7 separate regions of the Mus musculus genome follow, and all the other regions are linked to region 1. The links are chromatin contacts, called in public HiChIP or PLAC-seq and promoter capture Hi-C maps. All regions are on one chromosome and are shown on one strand. The core of a region is the stretch at or near the end of the contact, and the rest is flanking DNA. Distances in the headings are between cores, read along the strand shown. Region 1 holds the start of Atp6v0e (ATPase, H+ transporting, lysosomal V0 subunit E). Region 2 has its middle 22 kb from the start of Grm4. Region 3 holds the start of Rhot2 (ras homolog family member T2). Region 4 holds the start of Grm4 (glutamate receptor, metabotropic 4). Region 5 holds the start of Pigq (phosphatidylinositol glycan anchor biosynthesis, class Q). Region 6 holds the start of Pgap6 (post-glycosylphosphatidylinositol attachment to proteins 6). Region 7 holds the start of Axin1 (axin 1).

Region 1 (2,611 bases), core at 74-2,573:
AAAGTCTGAAAATCATTTGCAAAGATGGTACAGCTGCTGAAGGGTCCAATTAATTCAGGAATCCATTCTACTTGATGAAGAAATCAGGAGAGGTGGCTACTACGGGGAAATGGATCCACAGCCAGCACACTGGATTCAGCTGCCAGATCTCCCTTTTCATCTTGCTCTGTCTGCAAGCTTCTGCAAAACCAACCTCAGCTCAGCATGGTGCTTCACTGGCAATCCCAGCATTTGGGAGCTGTTGTGTTCCTCATAGCAAGTCCCTGGCCCCAAGGGAAAAAAAAACCTCCAAGAATTGCTCCCCTCCTCTGTGTCTCAGGAAGTTCATGGTGCAATGAGCCTACAATTCTGGCGAGCCACAATGATATTTCTGGCTAATTCCTATTCTTGTTTGTTTGTTTGTTTGTTTCGAGACAGGGTTTCCCTGTGTAGCCCTGGCTGTCCTGGTACTCACTCTGTAGAGCAGGCTGGCTTCGAACTCAGAAATCTGCCTGCCTCTGCCTCCTGAGTGCTGGGATTAAAGGCGTGTTCCACGATGCCCGGTGATAATTCCTATTCTTTTTTTTTTTAAGATTTATTTATTTATTATATGTAAGTACACTGTAGCTGTCTTCAGACACACCAGAAGAGGGAATCAGATCTTGTTACAGATGGTTGTGAGCCACCATGTGGTTGCTGGGATTTGAACTAAGGACCTTTGGAAGAGCAGTCGGGTGCTCTTACCTGCTGAGCCATCTCACCAGCCCCGATAATTCCTATTCTTATTGAAACTGTTGTGACAACTGGCGGGAATGCAAAGTAGGGCCTGGTCATCCTCAGCTGTCCATCTTCTCTGGAGATGTGACCTCTCTCAGATGGCTGTCAGATTTACTTCTGTAACTCAGACCCTGGCACTCTGTACAAGACACACAGCAGCACCAACGATTAAGAGCCTTACAACCGTGAAGTTACTTACAATGCGACTGTGATTCTTCACTTGCAGCAGAGATGGCGATTGTGAGTAGTTCATGGGCTATGGAAGAATGCAAAGCAGGAGCCTAGCATACAAGACTCTAGAACAGTAGTCCACTATTGTAGGTTTTACTTATTTATGTCTGCGCGTAAAATATAGATAAAACTGTAAATGACACATCACCAAAATGGGCCTAAGTTCTTTCCAGAAAACTCTGCTGGTCCCCTCCCCGGTGGCTGGAGGTTCATCTCAGTCAAGCCCCATGGAACCACAGCCTTGAGACTAGCCAGGTAAGGGCGGGGCTCTAGTCTAAGGGGCGGAGTCCGACGGTCGAGTCACGCCGCGCGCAAAGGGCGGGGCTTTAGCGCGCCGATCACGTGAGCCTCTGTTGACACTTCCGGGTGGGACGAGAGCGAGGCTCCGGACCGATTCGGCTGCTGGGGCGCAGGCATGGCATACCACGGCCTTACTGTGCCTTTGATCGTGATGAGCGTGTTCTGGGGCTTCGTGGGCCTCCTCGTGCCCTGGTTTATCCCCAAGGGTCCTAACCGGGGGTAAGTGCGCCAGGTCCAAGGTGGTGGGAGCGGAGGACCCCGGTGGGAGGATCACGGAGAGAAGGATCGTACGTGGAGGACTACGGCGGGAGGATGAGGCGGGGTGGACCACAGAGGGGAGGACCGCATGCGCTCCTCAGAGCCTGTCAACGTCCCCGGCTGGAGGGTGAGGTCACCTTTGGCGGCCCCTCCCGGAAGTGAATTTTAGGGAGTGCTTTTTGTCTTGATGGACTAAAAGTGTGCACTTCGACTGAAGAGAAATTAGGGCGCCTCCCAAGCCACTGTCGCTGCTTTGGTTCTGTCTTTGATGCACGGGAGGCTTTTTGCCTAAACCTCAAAGAAAGGGATCTGAGAACAGAAATCTCCCTCTCGCCCCCTTGCTGTCGCAGTTTCGGACTCAGACAAGCTTGATGCAGAGCGTTAAGTTCAGCCTTTGCAGCTAGTGGGCCCAACCCAAGCCAGGGTGAGCCTGATCTAAACGAGGTTAAATCACCCAGAGCTGAAGGCATTGTGTAGAAACCTCTGCGTCATACCTTCCAGGGCGCTCCTGCCCTTACTTGTAAACAGTATTTACAGTGGTTGGCCAAGATTTTCATTCCCCCATCTAAGGTTTGCAGAATACCGTTTTCTCTGTTTGGAGATAAACTTCTGTATTGCAGTGTAAAAACAAACCTTTTCAGAGGAGCCTAGGGCACCCTCTTTCTAGTTCCTCTTTTGAATTAAGTAATTTTTTCCCTCTCACTCAAGATCATGTGGAGGTGACACTTGATCTTAAGTAGTAGTGTGTCAGAAACGTCTCTTGCTTTAATGGTTAGACACTGAATGGTGGGTACATAGTGTTTAGCTCCACAACACTTTGTAGAGTAGACAATGTTTACTGAGTGGGCCATTTTGATTAGAGAAAGTTTTACTGTGGGTTTCTTTGTTTTGGGGGGGCTTTGGGGGGTTTGTTTGTTTGTTTGGGGGGGGGGTCAAGATAAGGTTTCTCTGTGTAGCCCTGGCCATCCTGGAACTCACTGTGTAGACCAGGCTAGCTCAAACTCAGAAATCCACCTGCCTCTGCCTCCCAAGTGCTGGGATTAAAGGTGTGCGCCACCACGCCCAG
Region 2 (2,611 bases), core at 77-2,576, 860 kb after region 1:
CTTGTGTGGGGGCGGCCTCTCACCTCCCTCGCCTGATGGCAGGGGCTGCTGAGGAGCCTGCCCCCTTGGCACTTCTCAACACACTGAACTCAAGAGTTGCTGGCTGCAGGCAGACTCCGCAGGCCAGAGACCTTCTGGAAGGCGCTGCCTCCGCCTTGCTCATCAGCCTGTCCACAGGAGTCCCTTCTCCCTGCAAGCTGTAATGGGTGGTAGAGAGCCACCTGTGGATGCTTGAGTGGCCTGTGAACCCACAAGGGGCCTCGCTGCCTACCCCACCTACCTCCCCTATGCCTGTGTCTTACAACCAATTTATCCCCAACTAGATTACAAATAAATGAGACTCAGACTATGGTTATTTTATTTGGCTTTGACAATGACTGGGGGTGGATAACCCCTAATCTACTGTTCTAACTGCTGGCCTAGCTATTTCTACAGTGTTGTACATCTCTCATGGTGCCTTCTCCCCTCTCCTCCTCGTTCTCCCTCTTCTCCTCCTCCTCTTTAACCAGGTAACTCAAAACCCATCTAACTCTAACCCCTCCAGAAACTGGCTGTAGCCAGTTTTTATTTAACCAATAGGTTTTTGTTTTGTTTTGGTTTGGTTTGGCTTTGGTTTTTGTTTTTTGGGTTTGTTTTTGTTTTGGGGGGGGGGGGGTTCAAGACAGGGTTTCTCCGGCTGGTGAGATGGTTCAGTGGGTAAGAGCACCGACTGCTCTTCCAAAGGTACTGAGTTCAAATCCCAGCAACCACATGGTGGCTCACAACCACCCATAATGAGATCTGATACCCTCTTCTGGTGTGTTTGAAGACAGCTACAGTGAACTTATACTAATAAATACATCTTTAAAAACAAAAACAAAACAAAACAAAAAGACAGGGTTTCTCTGTATAGCCCTGGCTGTCTGGAACTCACTCTGTAGACCAGGCTGGCCTCGAACTCAGAAATCCGCCTGCCTCTGCCTCCAGAGTGCTGAGATTAAAGGCATGCGCCACCACGCCCAGCTTAACCAATAGTTTTAAATTAAAAACACCGGTTGTACAACAAAAGCTGGTAAATGTGACAATCCACTTGATCCTAGACCTTCGGGTACAGAATTTAGCATTGCAATACATAGCAACAGACCAGACCTCAGCACCTCTGTTCTTCCTCCCCACCTTGTGACCCCAGTCCATCCCAAGAACAGGCGTGGGATCGCTTGTTCAGAACAGGCACTGCAATGCCAGCTATGACCACGAGGTGGCAACAGCGCTCCTTGCTGGGACCAAAGCCAGCAGCATCCCAGGCTGATTCTAACAGACTCAGGAGGGCACCGCAAAGAGGCTGTGGGGGAAGCTGAACCACGCGGTGCCTGCCCCGCTGAGACCCAGGTCCCCCAGACTGTAAGGGACAGGCTGGGACATGCCTGGCAGGTCTTTCTGGGGATAACACCTAATGGATACTTGTTATGGGGCGGTACCTGCTGCCTGTCTGTAGAAGAAACCCAAGTCCATTGGTGCCTTCACAGCCGCCTCAAGTTCACCTTTGACCCTCGGGTCTCCCTACCACTCTACACATCTTCCTGGGAAGAAAATTGGAGTTAGGTACCCAAAGGACAAAGGCATGAGATCGTCACAACTGTAGGCCATAGCAGACTCTAGAAGTACTAGCTGTGTGGCCTGGGACAAACCACTCAGCTTTCCTCCTCCACAGAGAAGCACATAAAGGCGCTGGCTGCCAAGCCCGACGACCCCACATGATGGATGAAGAGAACTGACTCCTGCAACTTGCTCTCCGACCAGCACCGGTGTGTCATGTCAAACACACACACACAAGTAAATATAACTTTAAAAGCATTTTTCAATGCTTTATGTGTATAGATGTTTACCTACATGTATGTCTGTGTACCATGTCATACCTGGTGTCTGGTCAGAAGACGGGTCAGAGCTCAGGGAACTGGACGTTCAGGTTCTCTTCTTCCAAAGGTCCTGCCGGGCAGTGGTGGCGCACACCTTTAATCCCAGCACTCAGGAACAGAGGCAGGCGGATTTCTGAGTTCCAGGACAGCCTGGTCTACAAAGTGAGTTCCAGGACAGCCAGGGCTACATAGAGAAACCCTTTCTTGAACCCCCCCCCAAACAAAACAAAAAACAACAAAAAAACCAAAGGTCCTGAGTTCAAATCCCAGCAACCCCATGGTGGCTCACAACCATCTGTAATGGGATCTGATGCCCTCTTCTGGTGGGTCTGAAGACAGCTGCAGTGTGCTGCAGTGTGCAGCTAATAAATAAATAAATCTTTAAAAAAGAAGAAGGAGGAGGAGGAGGAAGGAGAAGAAGAAGAAGAAGAGGAAGAAGAAGAAGAAGAAGAAGAAGAAGAAGAAGAAGAAGAAGAAGAAGAAGAAGAAGAAGAAGAAGAAGAAGAAGAAGAAGAAGAAGAAAAGGAAGAAGAAGAAGAAGAAAAGGAAGAAGAAGAAGAAGAAGAAGAAGAAGAAGAAGAAGAAGAAGAAGAAAAGGAAGAAGAAGAAGAAGAAGAAGAAGAAGAAGAAGAAGAAGAAGAAGAAGAAGAAGAAGAAGAAGAAAAGGAAGAAGAAGAAGAAGAAAAGGAAGAAGAAGAAGAAGAAGAAGAAGACGA
Region 3 (2,611 bases), core at 65-2,564, 830 kb before region 1:
ACAGTACAGGCCACTCCTGGCCATGTCCCGGGTGCTCACAGCAGGATGGGTAGGGCTCTGAGGCCAGGAAAGTCCACCTTTGCCAAGCAGGCCTCTCCCTGCCAACACTCCCTAAGAGACACCAGACCCTAGCACCATGGCTCTAGACAGCACATCCTGGACTTATGACAGACCTATCACACGCAGGTTACAGTCCCAAGGCAGGTCTCTCTCACTTTCTATCTCAGTACAAGCAGCAAGGATGCTGCAGATGCAAGCAAGGAGACACTGCACCCTGACCAAGTGACCAAGTGACCTGCACCTATAGGACACAAAGAAGGCTGAAGGACTGCATTCAGGAACATAGTAAACTCTGGCATCAGGGAACGCCTAGTTAAGATGGCATCCACTACAGCCTAGGGAGGAATAGTACTGGGGAACCGAAGTATGTTAAGGAAAAGCAATGAAGGGTGTGTGTGTGTGTGTGTGTGTGTGTGTGTGTGTGTGTCTGCTCCCCTCAGACCCTGGGATGGATCACTAATGGCAGTACTGGCCAGGTCCTGATTCCCAGAAAGCTATGATCTGGAAAAGCCAACAATACTCAGCCGTGAAGGTCACAGCTGAATTATCAGGGTCAAGCAGAGTCACCTAATCCAGCCGCCAGGAAAGGAAGCCGATTAAGACTAGATGGCAGCAAGTTAGGACCAAAGAATTGGGCTCAGTACCCAAGGGCCTGCAAGATGCACCGCACCTTGTGGATCTCCTCCTGAAGTTCTTCCTCTGTCTGCTCCGCTTCTAAAAGGAAAAAGAATGCTATGTAGAATGGCTGTTGCGCTCGATTCAGACCGGCTGCAGGCTCAATACACACCGGCTGGGGGGCAGCATTTGGAGATAGATACCTGAGTAATCCACGATATGAGTGGGCACCTTCTCCGGGGTGACGTCGGCGGGGATGGTTATCTCCTCCGCGCGGGCAGGGACCTGCAACAGGTGGGTCAGTATTGAATGCGGAGCGGCTGCCCAGAGCCTGGCATCCGCCCTAAGTGCCCAGTCCGCCCCGCGCACCTCCTCGGGAAACTCCTCGCCGACCAGCGACAGGATCAGAGACGTCTTCCCCACCTGGGCTGCGCGGGGAGAGGGAACAGTAGTCAGGAGCACCGCCGAGGTCACGGCGACCCTACCGGTCTTCCCGCGGCCCCAGCGCACCTACCCTCGCCCAGCAGCAGGATGCGAACATCGCGCCGCATGGCTGCTGCCCGCAGCAGCACCCCAAACCCACCCCTCCCGGCCCGGCCCGGCCCAAGTAGACCCAATCCCAACCCCAACCCTCTCCTTCAACCCGCTCAGGCCCCCGCACTTCCTGTCTTCAGTACCGCCCTCACCCAAGCTTCCGGTCCCGCCCACACAGCACCAGCTAGTGGTTGGGCTAAGGCAAGGCGCCCGCGCCCGCCTGCCAGTAGAGTGTTCCTGACTCTGCAGGTGGTGCAAACAACTCAGACTCAACGGGCTCCTCGGGAGGAAAGGGTGAGCTCAGGCCAGAAGTGATGCAAAGACACAATTTATGGGACAATAAAACAATGTATCGCTATAATAAATGCCAGTGTTTATTTCCTTAAACTGTACAAAATAAAAACAATAAAACAACCTTCATGTGAAAAACAACCCAGTATGCCAAGTTTTGTGTAGGAGGGAGTGGTTCTGAGGGTCAAAACCACACTTCACAGATTCTAAGTCACTGCCACACCCTCAGCCTCCTTGAATCTTTTCAGATTTCACCCAAATTCCAAACAATGCAGTTCTGAAGCCTGTCCCAGCCATCCTGGCTCGGCATACAGCAATCCACAGTCTGGCTTTTCTGCCTATGTTCCTAGCAATAGCTCAGGGATCGGTGACTTCCCACACCAGGATCTCGTTGTGAGCAGCTGTGAAGAGCAGTCTGCCAGATGGAGTGAACCTACACAGGTGGACCGAGTCATCATGGCCTTCCAAGTCCTGGGCAGTCCCTGACGCACAGTCTAGGAGCCTCATCATGCACTCTGTGGGTAGATGACAGGGTGCTCTGAGTACTGACACCTTGCTGGGAACCTTGCTGAGGGGAGCAGGGCCATGACATCTACGCCCCCAAACCTGCTATGGCTGAGGACTGTCAAAGCTGCCCTCTCTATGTGTGTCGACCAGCACTCACCAGCAAAACCAACCACCATGAGCTGAGATCCTGGGGACAGGCTCAAAGACATGGCAAAGAAGGGCAGAGGTGTCTTCTGTATCACCTGTAGGAAAACAATATGACACTGAGGTCTCCTGCCAGGGACAAAGCCCAGGCTCCATGGCCTTCTAACCCTATGACACAGCCCTGGATGTCCACCTACAGAGCAGTGATCGCACAAACCTGCTTCTGACGGAGGCTGTAGAAGATGACCTCCTCATGTGCACCCAGGCCCACACACACCAGTATCGCCTTATCCCAAGGGCAGAAGGCAGCAAGAGAGGGGGGCAGGAGGCCTGGAGCCTGTGGAAAGCAGTATGTTGTGCTGGGTTGTGCAGACTCCAATCCCCACCCACATGACCGTGGAACTCTTACCTCTGAGACAGCAGGTGCAGGAAAGCTCAACCATTCCAGGAGTTCACAGCG
Region 4 (2,611 bases), core at 71-2,570, 840 kb after region 1:
GGCCCCGCCCCCGCGCGGGGAGGGGACACGGTTGCCCGCGGGCTCGGGGAAGCGACCCTGGAGCAGGGACCTCCCCCGCCACACGCGCGCTCACACAGAGCCCTTAGAGACGCTCGGTTCACCAGGGTTTCAGAGAGGGTTCGGTCCCAAGTGTCCAGAGAAAGCCTGACCTCAGGTCCCGGGGCTGCGGAGAGACCCCAGACCTGCAGCGCCACCGCAAACCACGGCGGCGGCTGCAGGCGGGAGGCGCTTCGGCTCCAGCCAGTGGCGAAGGTGGTGCCGGGGCTGGATGCGGTTCTCAGAGCAGGGAGCCTCAACACGGGGCTGGCGCTGCCCTCTGGCCGAGGACCACGGCGCAAAGGCGCACACCGCGCCCCGCGCCCCCACAGCCTAGCCTCTCCGCAGAGGGGACGCGCGGCTGTCACCGTCCCCATCGGGACCAACTCCACCTGTCATCAGTGCAGCCCCGTCACAGCCCCCATCCCACTTTCCCCCAGACCCGCAGACAACACTGCCCCATCCCTGAGGGGGCAGCGGAGGGGCGGCCCCAGCCCGGAGGGAAGCCCCTGTCCCTGGGTCCTGCGCCCTCCTCCTGGAACTAGGGAGAGCTCGCAGAGGCCACCTCCTCAAACGCCGGGGTCCCCGCCGCAGCCCGCGCTCCCGGAGGCCGGAGGGCATCGTCCCCTCCGCCCGTGCCCCTCGGGCCACAACTCACCGCGCATCGGCGAGGTGAACGCCACGGCTAGGGGTCGGCTGCGCCCGGGAAGTGCAGGGAGGCGGCGGCCAGCTCTTAGCTGCTCGCGGTGCCGGGAGCCCGGGCCGCGGCGGGTGGCGCTGACGCTGCGGACCAAACCGGGCGCCGAGCCGCCGGCGGTCCCGGGCGCGGCGGGGAGGAGCTGGCGGCCGCTTTGGCCGGAGCCTCGGAGCAACGAGCGGTGGCGCTCGGCTGCTGCTCCCGGGAAGCTGGAGCTGGGAGCGGCCGCCACGGTGCCCGTGCTGCTGCTGCTGCCGCTGCCGCCGCCGCCGCCGCCGCGGAGCCCGAGAGCGCGGGCGAGGCGGTGCGGGGCGCTGCGTGCGCCGAGGATCGGGGCTGGGGAGCGAGCGCAGCCGGCCGGGGTGCGGGCACCTGACGGCGGCGGCGGCGGCGAGGAGAAAATGGGAGCGTGCGAGCCTAGCACAGGGAGCCGAGCGGCGCGGGAGGGGCGCGAGCGCCGGGAGCGCGGGCCGAGGGCCGAGGGGGCCGCACGGCTCCCGGCGCCCACCGCCCTGCCGCACCGCACGCGCGAGCCCAGCCCGCAAGTTTGCGCCGCGAGTGCGGGGCGAGCGCACCACGCTTCCGCCGGCCTTTTAAAGAGCGAGAGCCCGGGTCCACCCCCACACACCCGCACCTCCACCTCCGGAAGCTGGGACTCGCCACCCCTCCACGCCCTCCCCGCCGGCGGCTCCCGCTCCCTCCGCACCCGGTTGTCGCCCGCTCCCGGAAGCCTCCCCTCTTACACTCCTCCTACCCACCCCCCAATCAGCCCCGTGAGCGCGCCATCTCACTACCCGGGCACCCCAAAGACGCGGCGAAGATCCCTCCTCACCCACACAAGTCGAGGGTCAGGGAACCCAGTTTCCCGTCGCACACCCTGCAAAGTACAGCAGAGCCTAGGGACCCTTAGGGGCGAGCCGTACCCACTCGGTGCGTCACTGGAACCCCCCACCCGCGGGGCCGCTTCTCATAGCCGCGCACACACGTGGCGTGTGCCCCCCTGCGGCATGCTCATTTGCACATTTCTGTCATAGCATGCCAAGGAAGGAAACTGAGGCCCAGAGACGTCAATCCACCTGCCCAGGTCTCACGATCTGTGGAGAGGAGCGCTTTTACCCTGAAGCACTAACACCCCAGAGCCCCCAAAATAGGGGAGCAATTTACACACACACACACCCGATCCACTGAACACGGTGTAACAGGTGGCCTGAACTAGCCCCAAGAAGAGTTCCTCAGCTCAAGAGGTTGGCAGCTCGCTGCCCCCTTCCCCTCGCGTGGGCTTTGATGATCCCGGAAGGGTGCCTTCGAGGCAGGCCTAGAGGAAGGCAGGGACAGACCACGCAATCCTTGAAGAGCTGCAAACAGGCCCAGACTGCAGAAGTGGCTTCCCCGGGAGCCCCAAGAAGTGGCGAGCCTCATCCTGGGTGCTACCGTGCTGGGGAGCCAGGGGAGTGGGTGGCTGCTAACAGCTGGAGAGGGGGCCAGGGCGCAGAGTGCCACCTGGTGTTCACTGTGCCCAGGCCTGAGACACTCCGCCATCCTGACTGCTAGACCCCCTGATTTCCAAAGAACCTAGAGGAATGCTTGGGAGAGTCCAGGACTAGCAAGGCCCGAGCTATCTCTGTCTGCTTCTCTCCCTGATCCCCTACCAATGCAGGCCTCCATCGCCAGCTCTCCAGACCATGAAGGCCAGCGCGGTGACTGTTCACCACCGTTCATGCAGTGCCTGGCCCCGGGCCTGGACCCCATTGAGCTTAGGAGTGTTTGGTGTATGAATAACTGTTGTCAAACTGTGTACTCTTGTTGTTGTCACATGGAATGACCCAAATACATGTCTCCTTTACCAAGTCGGCCCGC
Region 5 (2,611 bases), core at 49-2,548, 730 kb before region 1:
AAGGTGCAAGGCAGAGAGAGGTTGGAGCTCTGATCTGTGGGGTACTGAGAGAACTCAAGTTGAGGCAAATCCCCACCCTCACTCCCATCTCAGCCTCCGGATGCACTGAAGTGTAAGAAGGAGTGTGCTTACACTGGGCTGCTGGGATCCCAGCAGCAGAAAATGATGATGAAAGAGCAGGCGATCGATACAAGAGGTGAGAGGCTGGAGCGAGAAGGCAAAAACCTGGGATGCGTGAAGGCCTTTAAAGATGCTGATTAAAAGAACAGCCCAAGCCTGGAAAAGCTACCTTTGCTAAGAAGGAGTCAGTTCCCTCCCCGACAGCCCATTCCCAGGAGGGTTAAATAAGAGGCCCCAGGAAGTCTCTTCACAGAACTCCAAGTCAGACTTCAGCAGCAGAGCTACTGCTTACTTCCCCTGCAAGGAACAGGCTTGAGGGATGGCCAGCCCAGTTAAGAGAGACCTGGGACACATCATAGCTGAAACATTACTTTGTGAATCTTTGAGAGGGTTCATATTTACCCCACGTTCAAACAACAACAACAACAACAAAACCACTTTTCTGACTAGGGATGTAGTCAGTTGGTATGGAGCCTACCTAGCCTGCACCAGACCCTGTGTTGAGTCCCCAGAACCTCATAGACCAGTAGTAGCAGTGCATATCTGTAATCAGGAGGTGGCCAAAGGACAATCAAAAATTCAAGGTCATCCTTTGCTACACTAGGATTTTGAGGCCAACCTAGCCTAAAAGAGAACCTGCACAGAAACACATTTTCCGCCTCTGTAAATGCTTTCCTTTTTCATTTCAAAAGGAGGGGGTAATCTGTTTCTGATCTTTACTGGAGTGGATAAATATGAGCCTCTCAGCCAGTGCCCCAGGAATCTTCCAGCCAGTTCCCGGCCTGGAGGGGAGGAGGGGCCTCTCGGTGCCCTCAAGTTCCGGAGAGCAGGCCCAGACCCACAACGGGTGCCGCTGAGCCTGGAGGTCAGCTGCGTGGGTGGCCGCCTCTCCCTCTATCCCGGCCTCAGGTTTCCCATCTCAGAGTCTTTAGGACCAAGAGGCCTGCGCTACCTCGGGATTTCCTCCTCTTCCTCTCCCGGCCCCGCCACCCGCTAGTGCTCACCAGCTGGTCCCCGGGGCCGCGTCCCCGAGCGGTAGGGAAGGAACTGGGTTGGGCACTGCGTTCGGCGGGCCCGGGAGGACGACCGTGCTTGCGGCTCCCAGGCCCGCCGCGGGACATCAGCACCATTTCCGCCGGCTCCGCGGCGTTGTCGCGCGACGGTCCGGTCCCCAAACATGCCCGGGCTGTCCATCGCCTGAGCCCGAGAGTTCCGCGCGCGCGGCTCCTGTCATCAAAGCTACCCTCGCTGTAAATATCCTGAAAGGTCCGGTGGATCCAGCCTTTGAGGACCATGGTAGCCGCTTTGTTCTTACCGCCTGGCCTCCTAAACCCAGGCCCTTCCATCTGTTTCTATCCATTGCGAGTAGGGTGCATGCAGACCCGTGTGGGCCGCATAGTCTGAAAGCAATACCCCTAACAACGCAGTAACTAGTGTTTATTGAGCATCTACTTACAAGCAAAGTTTCTTTCATTGTCCATTAATCCCCCACAACATAATGAACAGGGCATATTGATTTAGCCTGCAGGAGTGACATGTGTGTTGACCTCAACGTCCAGATGACAGGCTGGGTGCCACCCCACACCCTAAAGGAGCAAAAGCAAGGAGCTTTTTCTTGCTTCTTCCCACATGAAGAACATGGGTGAGACCAGATTCTCAATGAGTAAGCTCTTCAAACACACACACACACACACACACACACACACACACACACACACACCCCTCCCCTTCCAGATCTCATCTGTAACATGGGAGGAAAGGCTACTGTTTTCCTGTCTTGAATGGAAGGGTATGAAAGAACCTGTGCTACCCAGAACCGTCCCAGCACCCCACCTAAGTGCTCAAAAGTGGTTTGGACCTGGATTGAAGGGAAAACTGAAGGTATCTTTCAAAACAGGGAGTGTCCAGTAGAGGACCTGCCCTTGCTATGTGCCCTACCAGGACACATGTTGGCCTTACCCCTCTGATTTGCCTACTCCTTACCTCTCTGTTGGGCCCAGAGTGCTGTTGGAGGCTCAAGAATGGGAATATTTTTGAAGCTGGGGGGAACACTAAGGGACCACACCCTTCCCCTAAACTGCCCAACCCAGCCTAGCCACACCCTCCCTGCCTGCCTGCCTGCCTGCCTCTGATTAGGATGTAGGGGTTGGACACCTGGCAGGAGATCTTGCCTAGCTATCTGCTGGCAGACAGCCTCAGCACCCAGGATCTATAGCTTCAAGTGTTGCCTCAAAGCTCAGGCCTCCCGAGACCCAAGCTAGCAGAGCCAGGGACTGAGTGGCCCTTGGGTTTTAGGGGCATGAAAACCTATGAGCATACTTAATAGGGAAGTGGAGATGGCCCAGTTTAGAACCTCATCAAGAAATGGTGATTCATGGTTTCTGTGTAGACAGGGGCACTTGCCAAGAGGAAATCACAAAGCCAGCTAAGACCAGGTATCAGGAAGACGGCTCAGCAGGCCCCAAGGAGCCTACCAACCTTCCATGATAGT
Region 6 (2,611 bases), core at 31-2,530, 560 kb before region 1:
CCCCACACTTCAGTGAACCCTGGCAGGATAACAAAGGAAATAGTTTTCCTACAGGCTGGGGCTATTTTTGGAGAGTTCGGAGGCTCCTTGGGGACATTCCTTAATTTGGGCCCCATCTCCCCAAAGAGCTTTTTGATCTTTGTTTGGCAAAAGGATAAATATGCTCCAACTTTTTAACATTCTCTAACACAGGAGGTGGTCCTGTTGTTCTAATTTGCATAATGTTTTAGGAATCCTGTAGCATGTAGCACTTTGACTTTTTTCCCCCAGCTTTTCAAAACAGGGTTTCTCTGAGTACCTGGAACTCAGAGGTTGGTCTGTCTCTGCCTCCCAAGTGCTGGGATTAAAGGTGTGCACCATGACCACCCTGGTCCCTTATCACTTTCCTGAAAAGGCAGGTAATACTGATGTGGGGAGCACTTTACTAGTATCTGTAGGTCAGGCTGGCCTCACTCTTGGTGATTTTCTTGTTCTAGCCTTGCCAGCACTGGGACTTCAGCTGAGATCCACTGTACTCAGCTTTTCATGATAGGCTGCAACCTGACCTGGTGTTATTTATAATTTTTTTTTCTCAAGACAGGGTTTCTCTGTGTAATAGCTTTGGCTGTCCTGGACTTTATTTGTAAACTACCCTGGCCTTGAACTCAGAGGTCTGCCTGCCTTTGCCTCCCCAGTGCTGGAATTAAAGGCACGGGCCACAAATGTTTGGCTTATTTTTGTACGCATGTTTTTAGTGCATTGTTTTACTTTTGTTGTTGCATCGAACCCCTCTGAAAAAAGCCTCAACTTCTCTTTTTGGGCTTTCAGTTTGCAACCACATCTTTAACATGTTTGGAATATATCCCTTTGGTACCCAGAGTAGTTCATCTGACACTGACATGAAACTCGGTTACTCAAAGTGCACCTTCCCGTTTCCATTTGGTCTCTTATACTTTTGCGGCAGTTTATGGTTATGGTGTGAGGGGTCCTGAGAGCAGCTGGAGGTTCGGTTCTTCCAGGCAAGGTCAGAGTGCACCTTCGGGCGTATATGTCACGTATACGTGACATCTGTCGTCTGGTACCCCAAAGCGTTCGACAGGACCCTTCATCCTTTGCCGCCCACCCCCTCAAGCTGAGTGATCCCCAGTGAATCCGTGTCCCCTTCCAATGAGACCTTTTCGGCCCCCTGCTGTTCGCCTCCACTCTGGCCAAGGTGACGCGGTCCAGCATCCTCAGGAACCTAGACCGCAGGCCGGCTCCCTGCGGGGCGGGGCCTCGGAGGCGGAAGTGCCCGGGGCGCTGGCGGCAGGTCTATCGGAGCCATGGGAGCTCCGGGCAGAGGCAGTGGCGGCGGCCGCAGAGGCGGCGGGGGCTGCCCAGGCGGGGGCGAGCGGCGCGGGACGCGGGAGGGGTAGCTCGGGCTGAGCGCCGAGCCATGGGCCGGGTTGGGGCCGGGGGCACAGCGCGGGAGGCAGCGACCGGGTCACTGCTGCTGCTGCTGCTGCTCCTGGCTCGGCCTCCGCCTGCCGCCGCCAGCAACAGCAAGGAGAGCGGTGAGCCCGCGGGCCTACAGCGCCATCCGCGGCGCGGGCCGGGGGCGGGCGGGAGGCGGGGATTGTGACTCACGGGGGGCACCTGTGCGTTCACCTGGCGCGGCGTTGAAACGAGGTTCTCATCTTGGGTTGCGCCCCCTGCGGGGCATCCGGGCCAGAAAAACCCCCATGCCCGCTTTTCCGTTCCGGGCCCGCCGAGTTCGCTCACTTGGAGCGGATTCTACCGGTCCGTCTCTCCTGTGCTTTAGAGACGCGACTGTGGCACCCAAGAGCTGGGAGGTAGAGGAACCTATCTCCGAAGAATAGCTGAACCGTGGTGACGCAAGGGACAGTATCTGGTAGAAGGGTTGAGCTAGAGAAAGTTGGGCAGACCCTGGACTAGGGGGGGTCTAACCAGCATTATGTTCCTAATCCAATCCCAGGAAGGTCACTCTTGATTGCTGATTTTGCTTCTCACCGACTGTGCTGCCAGCTGGCCCTAGAGAAGCTGGCTGACCAGAATGGATGTAAAGAAAGGGTACTCCCTTATAGGGGAGCTTCCTAACTGCTTTTTGTTATTTCTGCTCCGCAAGTGGGAACGCACTGGACTACAGTTTAAGGAGGCAGTTAGATCTTTGACCCTCTGTGTTCTGCCTACCCGCAGACATTTAGAAATAGGAAAGATGAGTACTTTCCCTTCTCTTGCCCGGCGGGAAACTCCCCGGGAGACCTTTGTGCTACCTGGTGTTCCTTGGACCTTTCCGGATGTTGACTGTACCTCCCATTTCCACCCCCTCCTCCCTTGGAGCTCTTGTTTCTTTCTTTTTTATTTATTTATTTATTTACTTATTTATTTATTTTTATTATATGTAATTACACTGTAGCTGTCTTCAGACACTCCGGAAGAGGGAGTCAGATCTCATTACGGATGGTTGTGAGCCACCATGTGGTTGCTGGGATTTGAACTTCGGACCTTCGGAAGAGCAGTCGGGTGCTCTTACCCACTGAGCCATCTCACCAGCCCCTTGTTTCTTTTTTTAAAGATTTATTTATTTATTATATGTAAGTACACTGTAGCTGTCTTCAGACACTCCAGAAGG
Region 7 (2,611 bases), core at 41-2,540, 540 kb before region 1:
AAGGCCAAGGCTATCTACTGCTCACTCAGTGGTCGTGATTGTTTCTTCTAATGGTATGAGGCTGAATGGTCTGGGTCAGGGGCTGCTAGAGAGTCTCCAGTGCCCAGAGGCCGGAGGACCTGAGGCTGCATTAGATGGACAGAAGTGAACATGAAACTTGTCCTGGCATTTGAGGGGGGGGGCACTATCTATACCCCAGCCCCAGACCTGAGGCTCAGTGATGAGTCTAGGAGGGGAATTTGTCAGGCTTGGTCACCCTAGTAGCTATAGTTCAAGTGGTTCCTTCTCTATACATAGCAATCCTGGTCCTCGGTACTGTGCTAAGTCCTCTTAAGGGACAGGTGGCAGGGTTAGGATCACCCCAGTCAGCTGTGGGTTTAGAGTCTGAAGCCAGTACTACTGCTTTTGCCTGTGAGCCATGAAGAAGGGACAAGGCAATGAGGGAGAACAATGTCCAGAACAAAACATGGCAGTGGCACTGGCAGCAGCAGTATAAAAGCATGTAGATGGCAAGTGCAGATGCAGCCAGTATAGGGTGGTATGGGTACCAGGAGTCCTCTGGCCAAGGTGAGGTCTGGGTGGGTGCGTACTAAGCCTAGGTCACAACTTTTTGTCTGCAAAATGGACTACCTGAGAGGTGTCAGGGGCTGATTTGACTGGTAGATGACATTCTTAAGTGCAGTAATTACTTGTGTTCACATATTTCTCCTTGGGATGTGGCTGACCGAGGGTTGAGACCTGCCAAGTAGAGAGTTGTGCATCTATGTTCCTGTGGTGGGGCAAAATGGAGTTGACTCTTTGCGCTTGCAGACTTAGCAAGAGATGCCTTGCAGACATTATAAGTGTTATGTGTGTATTTGTGTGGAGGGCGACCAGCTACCCAGAAACTCTACTCTCTCAATAGCATCTGCGATCAGATATGAGTGGTCTGCCTTCAGTGTACTGGCCTAGGGTTCAGTGATGGCTGTGGTTGTTGAGCGCGCTCAGGGCTGTTTCCCATGGCACCTTTCGGGACGAGCAGTAGTCGTTGCCCCATTGGGCATCCTCCGCGGCTACGTTTCTTTTCAGCGGCACTCCTAGTTCACGCCCCGCCTTCACCACCGCAAGACAGTGCTTGGCTCCTGAGTACGCCGCAGTCCCGCCTTTCGCTCAAGACTCTGCCCCTTACTCTTCTTGTCCTCGGACTCCCACCCGCCCCGTGTTAGAAGCTCCGCCCCACACCGTGGTTCTGCCTCTACAACGAGACCCAGCCTCCGCAGCAGTCCCGCCCCACACCACGGCCCCGCCCCCGCACTTCCGGGCGGCGCCGGCGGGGGCGCTCAGGCCTGGGCTTCAGGGCTCTGGGCTCAGGCTCCCGGCTCAGGGAAGCGCTTGCGGCCGCCGCCGCAGGAGCCTGCTGGGGTCGGGCTGGAGCCTGGTTCCAGAGAGGGCTGGTGAGAGTGAGCAGCCGGTTTTGGCGGCGCTCTGCGGCCTGCCTTGCGCCGCCTCCGGGCCACGGGTCGCCGAGCCGCCGCCGCCGCCGCGATGGGGGCCCCCCAGGGCCGCGCCCCCGCCGTGGCCCGCCCGCTGAGCCGCCGCTGAGCGCATGGGCCTCGCCGGGCCGGGAGCCAGGCCCCGGGCCGCGCCTCCACAGCCGCCGCGCGCTGGTGAGTAGTGGGAGCCGACGGGCGCGCTCCTGTGGCGCGGAGGCCTGCTGCCCGGGGCTGCGGGAGTAGGCCGCGCTAGGCCGGCGTACGCGGACCCGGAAGAGAGGGGCGCGCGGGTTGCGGGCGGGAGGCGTGCCGGAGCGCGGCCCCTGATGTGCGAGGTTGTGCCCGGCGTAGGGAGACCTGAGATCCAAGGGGACGTTGAGCGGAAGAGGTGGCAGGCTCCGCAGTATGAGTAGAGGCGTGGGGACTGCATGGTATGCTAGGTATATATGAGGAGAAGGGCTTGGGGGTGGGGGGGGCGATGTGCCAGGGACAGGACGATAGTAGGGCATGGGGAAAGCAAGGCCTGTTTGAACAGGACCAGGGACTAAGGAAAAGCAAGGATTCTAAGAATGATGTACAGGTGGGTGTGTGTCTGCCGAGTGTGGTGTACTGTTGATGGGTCTGGGACACATTTAGGATATGGGTGAGTGGGTGCTGAGAAGCTGCTGGTGCTAGACTGTGTGTGTGTCTTCCTTTGCGCTATCCCCTAGTCCCTATGAAAAAGTAAAGTAGGGACGAGTAAGAACAATCCAAGGAGGGCACTCTCTGGTGTGGTTTGGCTTGCCAGATAACCACTTGTCCTGGTGTTCATTGCCTTACTTAATAATGCTCCCCCCAAACAAAACAAATTCACCCAAAACCAAAGCCCAGAGCGAGCATTTTTAGTTGGGCATAAGGATTTTTTTCGGCTCATCTGAAGATAACTTGTAAAGAGTTCGCAATAACTGTGTACTCCTCCCCTTTACTCCAATGCGTTCCTTTACTCACAGTCCGTTTTGGAGAACATGGAGTCTGACTTTACCTGAGAGAGGCAGTACTAGCTGGTTTCAGTTTTAGAGCCCACTTCAGGGCCGAGAAAATATAGGGAGCACAGAGATTTTGTTTGATTTTTCAGCAGTATTGACTTGTCCTACATCTTT

What was found. Promoter capture Hi-C pulls out the DNA fragments that hold promoters and counts their contacts. HiChIP or PLAC-seq counts read pairs in DNA pulled down with a chosen protein or histone mark.
Region 2: a contact with region 1 is called in an H3K4me3 HiChIP or PLAC-seq map of bone marrow-derived macrophages, with 3 times the contacts expected there. The contact joins the enhancer-like site here to the promoter of Atp6v0e in region 1. A contact is called at or near these places in 1 of 484 Hi-C or Micro-C datasets (the N1E-115 cell line) and 3 of 115 datasets of contacts at active chromatin or transcription factors (bone marrow-derived macrophages, pancreatic cancer cells and pro-B cells).
Region 3: a contact with region 1 is called in a promoter capture Hi-C map of pre-B cells, with 3 times the contacts expected there. The contact joins the promoter of Rhot2 here to the promoter of Atp6v0e in region 1.
Region 4: a contact with region 1 is called in a promoter capture Hi-C map of hippocampal neurons, with 2.6 times the contacts expected there. The contact joins the promoter of Grm4 here to the promoter of Atp6v0e in region 1. A contact is called at or near these places in 1 of 39 promoter capture datasets (hippocampal neurons), 1 of 484 Hi-C or Micro-C datasets (the N1E-115 cell line) and 2 of 115 datasets of contacts at active chromatin or transcription factors (astrocytes and pro-B cells).
Region 5: a contact with region 1 is called in an H3K4me3 HiChIP or PLAC-seq map of bone marrow-derived macrophages, with 2.7 times the contacts expected there. The contact joins the promoter of Pigq here to the promoter of Atp6v0e in region 1. A contact is called at or near these places in 1 of 39 promoter capture datasets (liver), 1 of 115 datasets of contacts at active chromatin or transcription factors (bone marrow-derived macrophages) and 1 of 9 other capture datasets (pancreatic islet).
Region 6: a contact with region 1 is called in a promoter capture Hi-C map of liver, with 2.4 times the contacts expected there. The contact joins the promoter of Pgap6 here to the promoter of Atp6v0e in region 1. A contact is called at or near these places in 6 of 39 promoter capture datasets (the 3T3-L1 cell line, the HPC-7 cell line, cranial neural crest and 2 more) and 1 of 115 datasets of contacts at active chromatin or transcription factors (the SCID.adh cell line).
Region 7: a contact with region 1 is called in an H3K4me3 HiChIP or PLAC-seq map of bone marrow-derived macrophages, with 3 times the contacts expected there. The contact joins the promoter of Axin1 here to the promoter of Atp6v0e in region 1. A contact is called at or near these places in 1 of 39 promoter capture datasets (the 3T3-L1 cell line) and 1 of 115 datasets of contacts at active chromatin or transcription factors (bone marrow-derived macrophages).

Annotation. Positions count from the first base shown.
Region 1 is chr17:26,675,073-26,677,683 of GRCm38.p6, forward strand. Atp6v0e (ATPase, H+ transporting, lysosomal V0 subunit E) reads left to right here and starts at 1,324. Exons shown (of 4, transcript NM_025272.2): 1 at 1,324-1,506. The coding sequence starts at 1,403.
Region 2 is chr17:27,533,660-27,536,270 of GRCm38.p6, forward strand. No RefSeq gene overlaps it. Among named protein-coding and RNA genes, the nearest start is that of Grm4, 22 kb to the left of the region's middle. Within about 2 kb of position 1,327, at least 18 of the 459 cell types and tissues checked have an H3K27ac peak or open chromatin away from gene starts, as enhancers often do. A contact at or near this core is called in bone marrow-derived macrophages and pancreatic cancer cells, where this site is marked.
Region 3 is chr17:25,843,211-25,845,821 of GRCm38.p6, forward strand. It overlaps Rhot2 (ras homolog family member T2), which reads right to left and starts at 1,315. Exons shown (of 19, transcript NM_145999.3): 1 at 1,190-1,315; 2 at 1,045-1,103; 3 at 879-960; 4 at 731-774. The coding sequence starts at 1,226. It overlaps Wdr90 (WD repeat domain 90), which reads right to left. Exons shown (of 41, transcript NM_001163766.1): 38 at 2,561-2,611; 39 at 2,369-2,488; 40 at 2,165-2,249; 41 at 1,524-2,015. The coding sequence ends at 1,858.
Region 4 is chr17:27,512,077-27,514,687 of GRCm38.p6, forward strand. It overlaps Grm4 (glutamate receptor, metabotropic 4), which reads right to left and starts at 1,321. Exons shown (of 11, transcript NM_001291045.2): 1 at 716-1,321.
Region 5 is chr17:25,940,691-25,943,301 of GRCm38.p6, forward strand. It overlaps Pigq (phosphatidylinositol glycan anchor biosynthesis, class Q), which reads right to left and starts at 1,299. Exons shown (of 11, transcript NM_011822.4): 1 at 1,125-1,299. Nhlrc4 (NHL repeat containing 4) reads right to left here. Exons shown (of 2, transcript NM_001039038.2): 2 at 1,543-2,611.
Region 6 is chr17:26,112,036-26,114,646 of GRCm38.p6, forward strand. It overlaps Pgap6 (post-glycosylphosphatidylinositol attachment to proteins 6), which reads left to right and starts at 1,281. Exons shown (of 13, transcript NM_021793.2): 1 at 1,281-1,532. The coding sequence starts at 1,415.
Region 7 is chr17:26,137,396-26,140,006 of GRCm38.p6, forward strand. Axin1 (axin 1) reads left to right here and starts at 1,291. Exons shown (of 11, transcript NM_009733.2): 1 at 1,291-1,646. Gm46600 (a long non-coding RNA gene) reads right to left here and starts at 1,357. Exons shown (of 3, transcript XR_001782196.2): 1 at 1,006-1,357.